4 separate regions of the Sus scrofa genome follow, and all the other regions are linked to region 1. The links are chromatin contacts, called in public HiChIP or PLAC-seq and promoter capture Hi-C maps. All regions are on one chromosome and are shown on one strand. The core of a region is the stretch at or near the end of the contact, and the rest is flanking DNA. Distances in the headings are between cores, read along the strand shown.

The links. Promoter capture Hi-C pulls out the DNA fragments that hold promoters and counts their contacts. HiChIP or PLAC-seq counts read pairs in DNA pulled down with a chosen protein or histone mark.
Region 2: an H3K27ac HiChIP or PLAC-seq map of alveolar macrophages shows a contact between it and region 1. The contact joins the promoter of WDR76 here to the promoter of ADAL in region 1. A contact is called at or near these places in 1 of 47 Hi-C or Micro-C datasets (liver) and 1 of 2 datasets of contacts at active chromatin or transcription factors (alveolar macrophages).
Region 3: a promoter capture Hi-C map of fetal liver shows a contact between it and region 1, with 2.6 times the contacts expected there. The contact joins the promoter of PPIP5K1 here to the promoter of ADAL in region 1. A contact is called at or near these places in 1 of 5 promoter capture datasets (fetal liver) and 2 of 2 datasets of contacts at active chromatin or transcription factors (alveolar macrophages and skeletal muscle).
Region 4: a contact with region 1 is called in an H3K27ac HiChIP or PLAC-seq map of alveolar macrophages. The contact joins the promoter of SERINC4 here to the promoter of ADAL in region 1. A contact is called at or near these places in 1 of 5 promoter capture datasets (liver), 1 of 47 Hi-C or Micro-C datasets (liver) and 1 of 2 datasets of contacts at active chromatin or transcription factors (alveolar macrophages).

Annotation. Positions count from the first base shown.
Region 1 is chr1:128,124,278-128,127,118 of Sscrofa11.1, forward strand. ADAL (adenosine deaminase-like protein) reads right to left here and starts at 1,414. Exons shown (of 10, transcript XM_013993097.2): 1 at 1,129-1,414. It overlaps LCMT2 (tRNA wybutosine-synthesizing protein 4), which reads left to right and starts at 1,397. Exons shown (of 1, transcript XM_003353380.4): 1 at 1,397-2,841. The coding sequence starts at 1,522.
Region 2 is chr1:127,739,710-127,742,645 of Sscrofa11.1, forward strand. It overlaps WDR76 (WD repeat-containing protein 76), which reads right to left and starts at 1,640. Exons shown (of 15, transcript XM_021096581.1): 1 at 1,538-1,640; 2 at 58-157. It overlaps MFAP1 (microfibrillar-associated protein 1), which reads left to right and starts at 1,698. Exons shown (of 9, transcript XM_001928118.5): 1 at 1,698-1,977. The coding sequence starts at 1,899.
Region 3 is chr1:127,864,068-127,866,767 of Sscrofa11.1, forward strand. PPIP5K1 (inositol hexakisphosphate and diphosphoinositol-pentakisphosphate kinase 1) reads left to right here and starts at 1,420. Exons shown (of 30, transcript XM_021096881.1): 1 at 1,420-1,540.
Region 4 is chr1:127,759,084-127,761,851 of Sscrofa11.1, forward strand. It overlaps SERINC4 (serine incorporator 4), which reads left to right and starts at 1,291. Exons shown (of 10, transcript XM_013993067.2): 1 at 1,291-1,392; 2 at 2,204-2,382. The coding sequence starts at 1,291.

The DNA.
Region 1 (2,841 bases), core at 164-2,663:
CTCTCTGTTTCTCTCTGCCCTCCCTCACACTTAAACTTATCTTTATCTATACCCCTTCTTCCCTCATAAATCAGAGAAAGAAGATTTATTCTCCAGTCTCCAAGACTAATTTGTGCCCAGGACCCCATTACTTCCTATCTATTCCAGTTGTTCCTCCACTAGTTAATCTTCACTTTTCTGTTCCTCAATCTTTCTTTCCAACTGGCTAATTTCCCTCAGAGGACCACCATGCAAGCATAGTACCTGTTTCCACCTTAACATAAAAAAATTAAAACAAACTTTCTTTTATCCCACATTCCTTTCATTACTGCCCTCTTCCCTTCCAAACTAACTCCTTGAGCTGCCTCCATTTCCTTCTCCCATTCAGTGAATTATGCCCTTATTGCTCCACAGAAATTGCTCTCCTTAAAGTCATTACAAGCTCTTAAAACACCAAATCTAAATGACACAGTTCCAATATCCAAATCCAAATTATGTGGACTCCAAAACGCATGTCCTTCACCACTGTGCTACACTGCTTCAAGGTAACCATACTACAGTCATCTTAATTTCCTTCTCCATCTCAGCCCCTACAGTCAGTCACCAAATCCCAATTAATAAGTTACAAATGCCCTAAGTATCTTTGCAAGCGATTTCCTACTGGTGATGACTCCCAAACACCCAAATTAGAAACCTGATGATTATTTTAAACCACCAAGACTCAGACCATATCAAAAGGGAATAATCACCTCTCTTCCATGACTCTCTCTCCTGGAGACATATTCAACACTGTCCCAGAAGATAGAACTTTGAATGTGCAAGGGAATGTCATTTTACAGCTCAGAAACAGAGGCTGAGTGGTTCCCTTAGTGTCAGCTTAGCACAGAGCCAGGAATACAAGGGAATCAATAGAACACATCTGTGGGGAAACACTTATTGGGTGAATCACCTCTGTAAAGGTTTCCTCATTTTGCACCTGGCCTCAATGACTTGTTTTCAGATTTAAATGAGATCTCTTACTAAGTACTCATAGTTAATATCTGATGAAAGACCCCTATTCCTCGCCCACCGCAGTCAGTGATTCTAGCTCTGCTTCACTTCTACCAGTCACTCCACGCAGACCCTGTCTGTCGGTCCCCAGAGACTCACCTCTTAAAGATTTTCCTCAACAGCTGAGAACTCTATTAGAACTTAGGTAAATTTTTCACTTCAGACAGGAAAGCTTGTAGAAAAGCGACACCCCACGCTTCCCAGAAACAGTCCACGTGTCCATAATAAGCTGCATCTGGCAGTCTTCCCTCGAAGATTCAGTCCGGGATAATCAAAGGAATGTCAATCACAGCGGACTGTCACCACAAACTGCACCCTCCTCAGTCCTGATCGGGGAGCTGCACCCTTCCCGGAAGTGACGCACACGTGTCCAAGGAAGAGGAGGCACAGACGGAGGGTGATTTTTCCGTACAGAAGTCCGCGAGGTAGGTAGTATAGAACGAAAGGACAGCTCACCACCGTGACGGACCGCCGCTCCTGACTCTCCAGGCCATGGGCCCGCGGAGCCGCGAGCGTCGCGCGGGAGCAGTGCAGAGTACCAATGACAGCAGCGCCCTCAGCAAGAGCTCCCTGGCCGCGCGCGGGTACGTGCACGACACCTTTGCCGCCTTGCTAGTTCCGGCGTCCGTGCGCCGCGCGCCGCTGATCCACCGCGGCTACTACGTCCGCGCACGCGCCATGCGGCACTGCGTATGCGCATTCCTGGAGGGGACGCGCGCGGCTCTCGGCGCGCCCCACATCCAGATCCTGTCTCTGGGCGCCGGCTCGGACTCGCTGTATTTTCGCCTTAAAGCTGCGGGCCGCCTCCCCGGGGCTGCAGTCTGGGAGGTGGATTTTCCGGACGTGGCGCGGCGCAAAGCGGACAGGATTCGAGATACGCCGGAACTGTGCGCGTTAACCGGGCCTTTCCGGCGCGGGGACGCCGGGTCAACGCTATGCTTCGAGAGCTCGGACTACCGCATCCTGGGGCTGGACCTGCGGCAGGTGCAGCGGTTGGACCAGGCACTGGCCGCCGCGGGCCTAGACGCGGCCGCACCGACTCTGCTCCTGGCTGAGGCCGTGCTGACCTACCTCGAGCCGAATAATGCCGCGGCCCTCATCGCCTGGGCCGCCCAGTGTTTTTCTGATGCGCTTTTTGTCGTTTACGAGCAGATGAGGCCGCATGACGCCTTCGGCCAGTTCATGCAGCAACATTTTCGGCAGCTGAATTCACCCCTGCATGGCCTGGACCGCTTTCCTGACGCGGAGGCCCAGCAGCAGCGCTTTCTCCAGGCCGGCTGGACTGCCTGCCGTGCCTTGGACATGAATGAGTTTTATCGCCATTTTCTCCCCGCAGAAGAACGCCGGCGCGTAGAAAATCTTGAACCTTTTGACGAGTTTGAGGAGTGGCATCTGAAGTGCTCCCACTATTTCATTCTGGCCGCTTCTCGGGGAGACATTGTCTCCCAAACTGTAGTGTTCCCAGCATCAGAGACGTTTCCTCGGATAGATCCTGCCTCCCCTTCCGGAGTCATCCCTGCTCGTGTAGTCACTAGTGATAGCCAGGGTCCAGACCTTAAGAGATATGGCCATGCCTCTGTCCTTTTGAGCCCAGACGTTATTCTTAGTGCAGGAGGGTTTGGAGAAGAGGAGGGGCGGCACTGCCGAGTGAGCAAGTTTCACTTGCTCTCAAGATACTGTGACTTTGAATGGAAAGGCAATCAAGTATGTAGTTGGGGAACTGGAGCTCAGTGGGATAGACGCCTTTATCACACCATGACAAGACTTTCAGATACTCAGGTTCTGGTTCTGGGAGGGAGATTGTCCCCTGTA
Region 2 (2,936 bases), core at 390-2,889, 380 kb before region 1:
CCTCATCCCAAACTCAAATTCTTTAGGGAAATGTAGAAGCCAAATCGGCATTTTTACCTTGGATCCAGGTGATTTTGATGCTGCTGATGTCAGTATCTCACTTTGAAGAACACCTGCACTTCTGCTAAGGAAAAACCACCTTGCCTAGCACTGTGAGCTTGGAGAAGATTCAGATGCACTTAGATGTCGTATGAAATAAAGAGGAAATGAAATCGAAACCAACATGCAGCCTTTTACCTTGACTCCTAGTTCCTTGTAACCCCACCACCAGAAAACTATGCCCTATGGCTACCTTATTATCTTCTCCCTAGGAAAGGAAGCATTTTGATATTTTTTCAAGAGCCAATAACAAGCTGGTTTAATTTCACCCACAAGTTAACTAAGCTGGTTTAAATTTTGCCCACCAGTTAGGATTCTAGTAATGACCTTACAAAGCCCCAACACTGGGAGAAAGTTCTCAATAGCTTCTGTATCACAAAAGCACCAAATGTAAGACTTTAGGGCACTGCATTTAAGAGTTACAGTCATATCAAACTTTTTTTTCTATTCTCTAGATGTCCGTGAGCAGAAACAACTAACTGCCTTCCCATCAGATTTACTCCTTCTGAATAGCACGGTTTTGAAGCTGATAAAATTATAATACAAATTTCTATTTGCTCTATTTTTACAGTCCTTTTCTTTCCAGCTCAAAATTGCTCCTTTGATGGCTTACTTGAGTCATCCATTGTTCCTTAATGGAGATTTGCTCAATTGTATTTCTCCCAGCCTAAGCCCAATTTTAGAACACAGATGAAATAATTTTAGAACGAATCCTTCAAAGCCCTTCAGGAACTTTCACACTCCTCAAATGAAAAATTACTGATAAAATCAAACTTTTCATAGTGTCTAATATATATACCATGCAATTTCTGTACTTCAAGACTTTGCTCATGTGTCCCTTCCCTCCCCACCACAGCAGTTATAAAATCCTTTCTACACTGAATGTGTTTTGACTTTCAATTAGCCTATGTTTTTTACACAGCCCAGCAAGTAAATTGGGATTGTTTCTGATATTACTGTAAAAGCCCTTGAAGACTTCCTAAATAAAATTCAAGTATTTGGAAGACATAAGCCTTTTAACAATGCTCCATACTCCTTAGAGCTAAACGAGGTAAATACAGCAAGTGCTTAATAATTACTTATGGACTTTCATATACAACCATTCCAGCCAAGAATATGTTTTAATAGGCAGTCTCTAGAAAGGAAAGAACTGAAACGCCTAAGAGTGTTTGGATTTCAGGCATTGTTCTAAGCCGTTTAGGGGATTTTTTTTTCCTGCCACTGGTCTAAATTAGCACCACTTGCCCTGACGTAACCCAAAAATATCGCACTACAAACCGCTCGGTCTCATCAAGTGAGAAAATCAGGTGCTATTAGCAGGATTTCTATTTCGATTTAACTCTAATTCTTAGCTTTCAACAATCTGAACACACTGTCCTTCTCTAACTCCTCGGTTTCTTCTTCATCACTTTGCCATTTTCCTCGGCTTCAAACGAACCTAATCAGCGAAACCTTTAATTCGGGTCTTCCGCGGACCTCAGAGTCTTAACCGCAAAGTCCAGAGAGCCATTTCCCGCCAGAAGTGGCGTCCAAATACCGCGAGACTAAGGTCGACAGGGAGTTTATGAGCATGCGCAGTAACAGACTCCACGGACTTTGGCTCCCTGACGTCCTCCACAATCCCACAATCCTCTAGTCGTACATTTCCTGTTTTTCTAGCTCAGCCGTAAGTGGTGTTTCTATCAGTACGCAGCAGTGTCCAGTGGCCTCTGGTGCGGAGGATTTTCTGTTCGTTGACGTTGTACCTGTTCACAGTTTGGAATCAGTCAAGTTTTGGAATCACCGCCGCTGCCATCAAAATGTCGGTCCCAAGCGCACTCATGAAACAACCGCCTATTCAGTCTACGGCTGGGGCCGTCCCGGTTCGCAATGAGAAAGGTACTGTGTTGAGCTGTTTTCCAGTCGGATCTTACTTGTTTCCCTAGCATATTCCAAACCGACCCCGGGCCCACCACCTCAGCCCCAGCGATCCTTAAGACCTTGCCCCCTATTTCTTTCGCCATCAAACTCGCATCCAATCGCGTTGCCTAGAAGGGAAAAAAACACCCACACTATTTCCACCTCATCTTGTTCCTAGAGCCTGTCGGTTCACTCCTACAGCAAGCATCCTCTTCCCTTGGCCTCCACCAATAAACTAGAGTAATAAATAAAGTGAACGCTTGCTGTTTGGAAGGCGTTGTGCGGGATACAATCCCAGTTTTGTTATCCATAATCTGTTTATGCTTTTATAACTCTTACTGTAATTATGTGTCCATCTCTCTCTACTGCATCATAAACTCATAGATTCCTCAAGGCAGGAACCCTCTCTTATTAAACTTTTTAATCCCTTTCAACCAACGCAGTGACTGTATTTGTTAAATTTAATACAGAGACAGTACCCCTAACCTTAAGGAACTCATAGTAGACGTGATTCATGCAAAAAGAGACCTATTCTAAGCAAGTGTGCAGTCTTTCGCACCCCTAATACTGTTACATAGGTGATGTAAACCAAGCGCTTTGAATAATCTCTTCAGACTGGGGTACTCAAGTTGATCTTTAAAGGATAGGTTTGATTCCAGTGAGTGCAGATGGATGAAGCAACACTGTACCTGTTTAGGGAGTCAGACTGAAAAGTCAAGAGTTTTTTCAGTAAGATATTTGGAAAATAATATCACTTCTTTCCTGTTTTTTAAATATAAGGTACTTATCCTTGTGTAACCTGCCTTTTTTTTTTTTTTTCCTTAAACTCTGTGGTTTTTTGATAAGTGCCTTTGGATACATGGAGATCTTATTAATTTAACTGCTTATGAGGTCTATTATATGGAGTTTGTTCCCTGCTGAGGGACAATTAGCTGTTT
Region 3 (2,700 bases), core at 170-2,669, 260 kb before region 1:
TGCTCTAAAGTCAATTAACAGTCAAAGTTGGTGGAAAGGAAAGTTCGCTTTATTTTGTATGTAGGCTGACAACTACGAAATAAAGGGAAAAGGGGAGGGAATTAAGCCCAAATGCTCCTGCCCACTGACAATGAAGAGATTTTTACAGGTAAAGGGAGGGGGGCTACAGGCAGAAACAGCAGTTAGCTCTGACAGTCGTCTTGAGATTGGTCATGTGCTGGTCTGATCAATGTCCTCTTGATTGTTTTAAGTACAGTTAGTCTTCAGTTTCAGGGTGGGTTTATTGCCATTTCCTTGAGGCCAGTTCTCAGAATTATGGTAGCATGTCATGGCTACAGCCTGGTCATCATGTAGTTAACTTTTTTCCACATGGTGGGAGTTGGGCTCAGTACCTACAAAACAGCTCACAGGATATGGCTCAGAATATCATCTACAGCCCTTGAGAAGGAACTAAATGTCTTAATGACTATTATTATTTGGTCTTGTTTGACTGTTTTTCCTTTGCTTCTGCATTTTCTTGTGTCTCTGATTAAACTTACTCCTTGACTAAAGTTTTTCTACAGTCAAAAGGCAGGTGGAGGATTCAGGGGGTGGGCAGGGAAGGATCATAAGGTCCTGCTTTTTCAGAATCTCTTTCTCTTAGGGTTAGTCCAAGTCATTCGGGACGACTTGGGGTCAGTATAATGAGGCATTTGACTGAAAAAGTGCTAAGTTGCAGAGAAGAACTGGGGAACTTGGAATTGTTTTGAACCAGGAAAACCTTAGTGAGGATGCAAGATTAGTAATAACACAAACATACAAAATACTTTCATATAATCACTACCCTGTGATTAGGGTTTCTAATCCCACACTCTTACAGGTGAGAAAACAGAGGCTGAGGGAATTTCAGTGACTTGTCCAAAGCTCCACAGCTATTAAAGGCAAGGCCCAGGATTCAAACAAGTCTAGAGGGTGAGAGCAAGCAGAGTAGGGAGATAGAAATCCACTGACTCAGCCTTCCAAGTCCATGCATTTTCTTGTCCCATCCATAAATAAGTCTCTCTGTTCTAGCCCTTAACTTTCTGATTTGTTTCTGTCGCTGTTTTTGTCTCCAGCCTTGGAGACAAGCCTTCTCTAGTCCGTTAACATTTGCAACCAACACTCATTGGATCTCTACGCCTATCACATATCGTTTTATTTTACAATACAAACAAGACCTGGTTTTGTCCTCAAGAAGGTGCAGTGGCGTAAACTGGGCCTCTTCCCCTGCATCGTGCCCCCGCACCCCACCTTCCTCTCATTGGAAAGTTTCTGTCTAGACAGAGAGCATCTGGACTGTCGGCCACGCAGTTAGAAATCAGAGAACATTACGTTGCACCTCCTCCCCAGAGCCACTAGAGGCCACCCTCCTCCGCGCAGTAGCGCCGGCCAACGCAGCCTGACTCTGCCGCCGGTGCGCGCCCTCCGCTGATTGGTGGCAGCGAAGAGAAGTCGCGCTTTGATTGGGCCGCTGTCAGGTGTCGCTGCCGGCAGGTTCGGCTGCGCGAGCTCAGGGAGGCGGGTGAGTGAGGGCCGGGGGCGGTGGGGGAGTGGCTGGGGGCTGGGGGCGGTATCTGAGGGGGTGGGCTGAGTAGAGTGGGCTCCGCTAGTGCTGAGGGCCCTGCTTAGCAGCAGCTGGGGGCAACGCTGGGAAGAGACCTAGGGGAGAGGCCTCAATGTCAGCGAAGGGAGAGTGAGGCGGGGAAGGCGGGGGCGGGCAAAGGCTAAAGGAGTCGGGATGGGGAGGTGGTAATTCTGACCCGGAGCTGTGTGAGGAGAGGACCGAGGAGAGGGGCAGCGAGAGCAGAGGTGGGCGTGAGACTGTCTGCACGAGGAAGAGGGGGTCCGGCTGAGCACGAGAGTCTGCAGGGGAGAGGGTCAGGGTGGAGAGGTCTGTGTGAGGAGGGGTGGGAGTGGAGTCACATCTTGCGGAGGAAGGGGTTGCTGGAGAGAAGGTGAGCCTGGAGAGAGGTAGGTGGGGAGAGAGTGGCGCTCAGACAGTCTTTGTGGGGAATCAGTGATGTTCCATATAAATATGTTACCAAGTGTGGTGACTCATCTGAGGGTTTGGAGGACTGCTTAAGGCTAGAGACTCAGTGAGTGAGAGGATTAGTTGGATGGTTAATTGGATCGGTTGGTCAGTGATGGAGGAGGGGGCAGCAGTCCCTGTTAGCAGTGGTTAGGAGGAGTCAGTGAAGAGTCATTTTAGCAAGCTGGAGAAAGAAGGCAGTATGAGTGAGTTGATCCTGAAAACAAGGGCATCAGCATAGTTCATCAGTATCAGAATAAGGGTATGTATGAAAGATTAAAAGTTACATCAAGGGAGTTCCTGTTGTGGCTCAGCAGGTTATGAACCCAGCTAGTATCCATGAAGATGCAGGTTTGATTCTGGCCTTGCTCAGTGGGTTAAGGATCTGGCGTTGCCATGAGCTGTGGTGTAGGTGACAAACGCAGCTCGGATCTGGCATGGCTGTGACTGTGGTGTAGGCTGGCAGCTGCAGCTTGGATTCGAACCCTAGCTCATGGGAATTTCCATGTGTTGTGGGTGCAGCCCTAAAAAAGGCAAAAAAAAAAAAAAATTACATTGAGAAGGAACTAAGGGGTCCACTATTGAAGGAAATACTGCTGGTGGCCAGAGAGGTTTTACTGTGTTGGAAGTATTCCTGGACTCTGTACTGAAGC
Region 4 (2,768 bases), core at 41-2,540, 370 kb before region 1:
AGGCAGCAGGCGTTGTTAGGAGGCTTTTCCTTCCACTAACAAAAGAGTAAAATCCTAAATCTTAGATCTGCAGGAATTGATGTTAGAGTTGAAGAACAGTACCAAGTATAAAAAGCCTAACGATGGCTTTTTTATACCCTTCGTCTGGGGGAAAAAGCAGGGGGTGGTAGGGTGATTGCGTGCGTAAGACTTACCGCTCCTGCTTTGCTTTCTGCTCCCGGGACCGCCTATCTCCGATTACGGACATGGCCTATAGAAAAGGCAGATGTAGTTACTGCAAACACCAGTGCCAAGCAGGTGAGGTGTATATTCACGACGAGTGTCCGAGGAACCAGGGCCTATGTTTAATTCAATTCCGTACACCCGAGATCCACTTTCAACCCAATCTCCAAAGCTCCTTTTTGCGAGCGGCGAGCCCCAGTGACGGTTCAGCTTCCCTCTCGCTTCCTCCCACCTCACGGGTCAGGCCACGTCCTGAAGCGGGGCTTCCACTTACAGCCTCAAAGCCTTTTCTCCTCTCATCCCGCCCAGACAAGCTCCCGGCCAACCTCACCGTCTCCAGATTGGAACTCTGGATCTCCTTCTCCTCCGCATAATCGGTGACTCGCTCCAAGTCCGCCGCACCGCTGTCGTGCTTCCGTGGCTTCTCGGGAGGTCGCTCCGGGCCACTGGTCTCAGTCTCCAATTCTAGCTCCACATCCCCCTCGGTCGCCATTTCGATCCCACCGCGCCGCCCCTCAGGCCCGGCCCCGCCTCATGAGGACTTCCGGTAACTGCCCCGCAACTTCCGCCCGGAGAGGAGGCGGGGCTGCCCCTGGACCACACCTTCTTTAGTGCTCTGGTTCTAGAAGCTTCAACGAGGAAACCGGTTGTCTCTTTGACTTCCTTTCCGGCTTGTACAGAGTTGTTTTCTGACAGGCCGTGTCCCAGCCTAACCTGTCATCACTCCAGACTGTCCTCCTCCTCTTCATCTAGATCCGCCCACACACCTCAAGGAATTCTCTTCCAGATGGATAAAGTCTAATCCTAAACCAATTAAGAATGCTAATCTACAGGCCAGATACCAAACCACTCCCTAATCTGAGAAGAACAGGCCCCCGGGGAGAAAGTAGTTTCACAGGGACATTTGCATTTACCACATCCTGGAGGTTGGTGTTCTTTTCCCTCCCCTCCATTCTGCCTTAAACTGGGTGACCAGCCTCAGCACAGTCCAGTGGGCTGATACAAAGGAAAGCGCCTTTCTCATCTACTGTCCATCTGGTGGACCTGGGCCTAATCCCTGGGATAAGGATGGTGGGTGCAAAGGCGGTCACGAGCTCGAGCACCTCTCCCCGCCTGGCGCAGCAACACAGTGGAGTGAGCAGCGTCATACTGAGCCCTCCCTTCTATCAGGTGAGAGGATATTTGGCCAGAGAGCTCCCTAGAGCATGTGCTATCTGAAAAACTGGAAGGAAATAGTGGGGAATCTAAAAAGCTGGGGAGAAAAACCCAGGGGAGCTGTTTAAATAAGGATAGGCCTTCCTTTCCTCTGGGGCCCTTATGCTTCTTTGCCTCTAAGAACATTCATCATTAAACCTCTCCTCCCATGTTCCTGGTACCAGATGTTTAGGTCCAGGGAAGGGTTTGAAGCCAGGTGTGACTTAGGCTTTTGGGAAATTCTGCTCAAGCCAGCAGGTAAGCTCTTATGATGAAAGCGCTACTTGATGTCAGTGGAAGGCAATCCTAAATAGCCTGGAACCAGAGAGTCTGAGAATTCCTGAGTAAAAGGAAAGAAGAGAAGGGAGGGGGAAATTTTGGAATTCAGCCTCATGGGTTAACCTCACACATACATTAATGTAAGCCCTTCCTCAGTAAATCATCTCTGCTTTGCTGCCCTGCACGTGCTCTACCCTCAGGTGTCCTGCTGTGGGCCTGTTTCCTGTACCTGCTGCCGGCATTCTAGGTGGCCTCCTCTCACAGAGTCTCCTTGTAGCCGCCTGTTCTACATTCTCCTCCATGTGGGGGCCTCAGCAGTCTGCTGCCTCCTATTGTCAAGGACAGTAGTGGAAAGAGTCTGGGGCAAGGCACGTGGAGTAAGTGGGAGAATAAAAGGAGAAACCCTAAGATAGACAAAAGATTTGGATGGAGGGAAATGAGTGGACATACTCATGGAAGTAGGTGTAACGATTCACCCAGCCATTTCTCACATGTATCTTCCCTCCAGATCCAGATGCCCTCAGGGCTGTGTGCCCATCTGTTTGGCCATTCTCACTGCCCAGTTCTCAGTGGCTCTGGGGCTGTGTACCGAGTATGTGCAGGAACTGCCACCTTCCACCTGCTACAGGCTGTGCTGCTGGTCCACCTCCACTCCCCCACCAGCCTGCGAGCACAGCTGCATAATAGGTTTGTGTGTACTCTTTAGGTGGGGAGAGGATGGGGAGGTAAGTACACATAAGCTGAGCAAAGGAAATTCCAAGATGGAGTAATAGCACTGTAAAGAGACAGAAAATAAGTTAAGTCCCTGCTTCTACTATACCTGCCATATGACCACAAGCCACATACTTATCCTCTTTGAGCTTCTAGTTTCTAAAATGGAGATAACAGTGGGGTTACTATATACAAGCCCTCTGTCAATGCTAAACATTGTCCAGATGTTATTTAGATATTTGAGAGTCAGAACTTTACACAGGCTGTGAGGGACCTGTCTCCAGTCCCTTACATGGGACTGATTCTTCCCCTCCTATACTTAGTTGTCTCTTTTCTCCCCTTTTCTATAGTTTTCCTTTTCC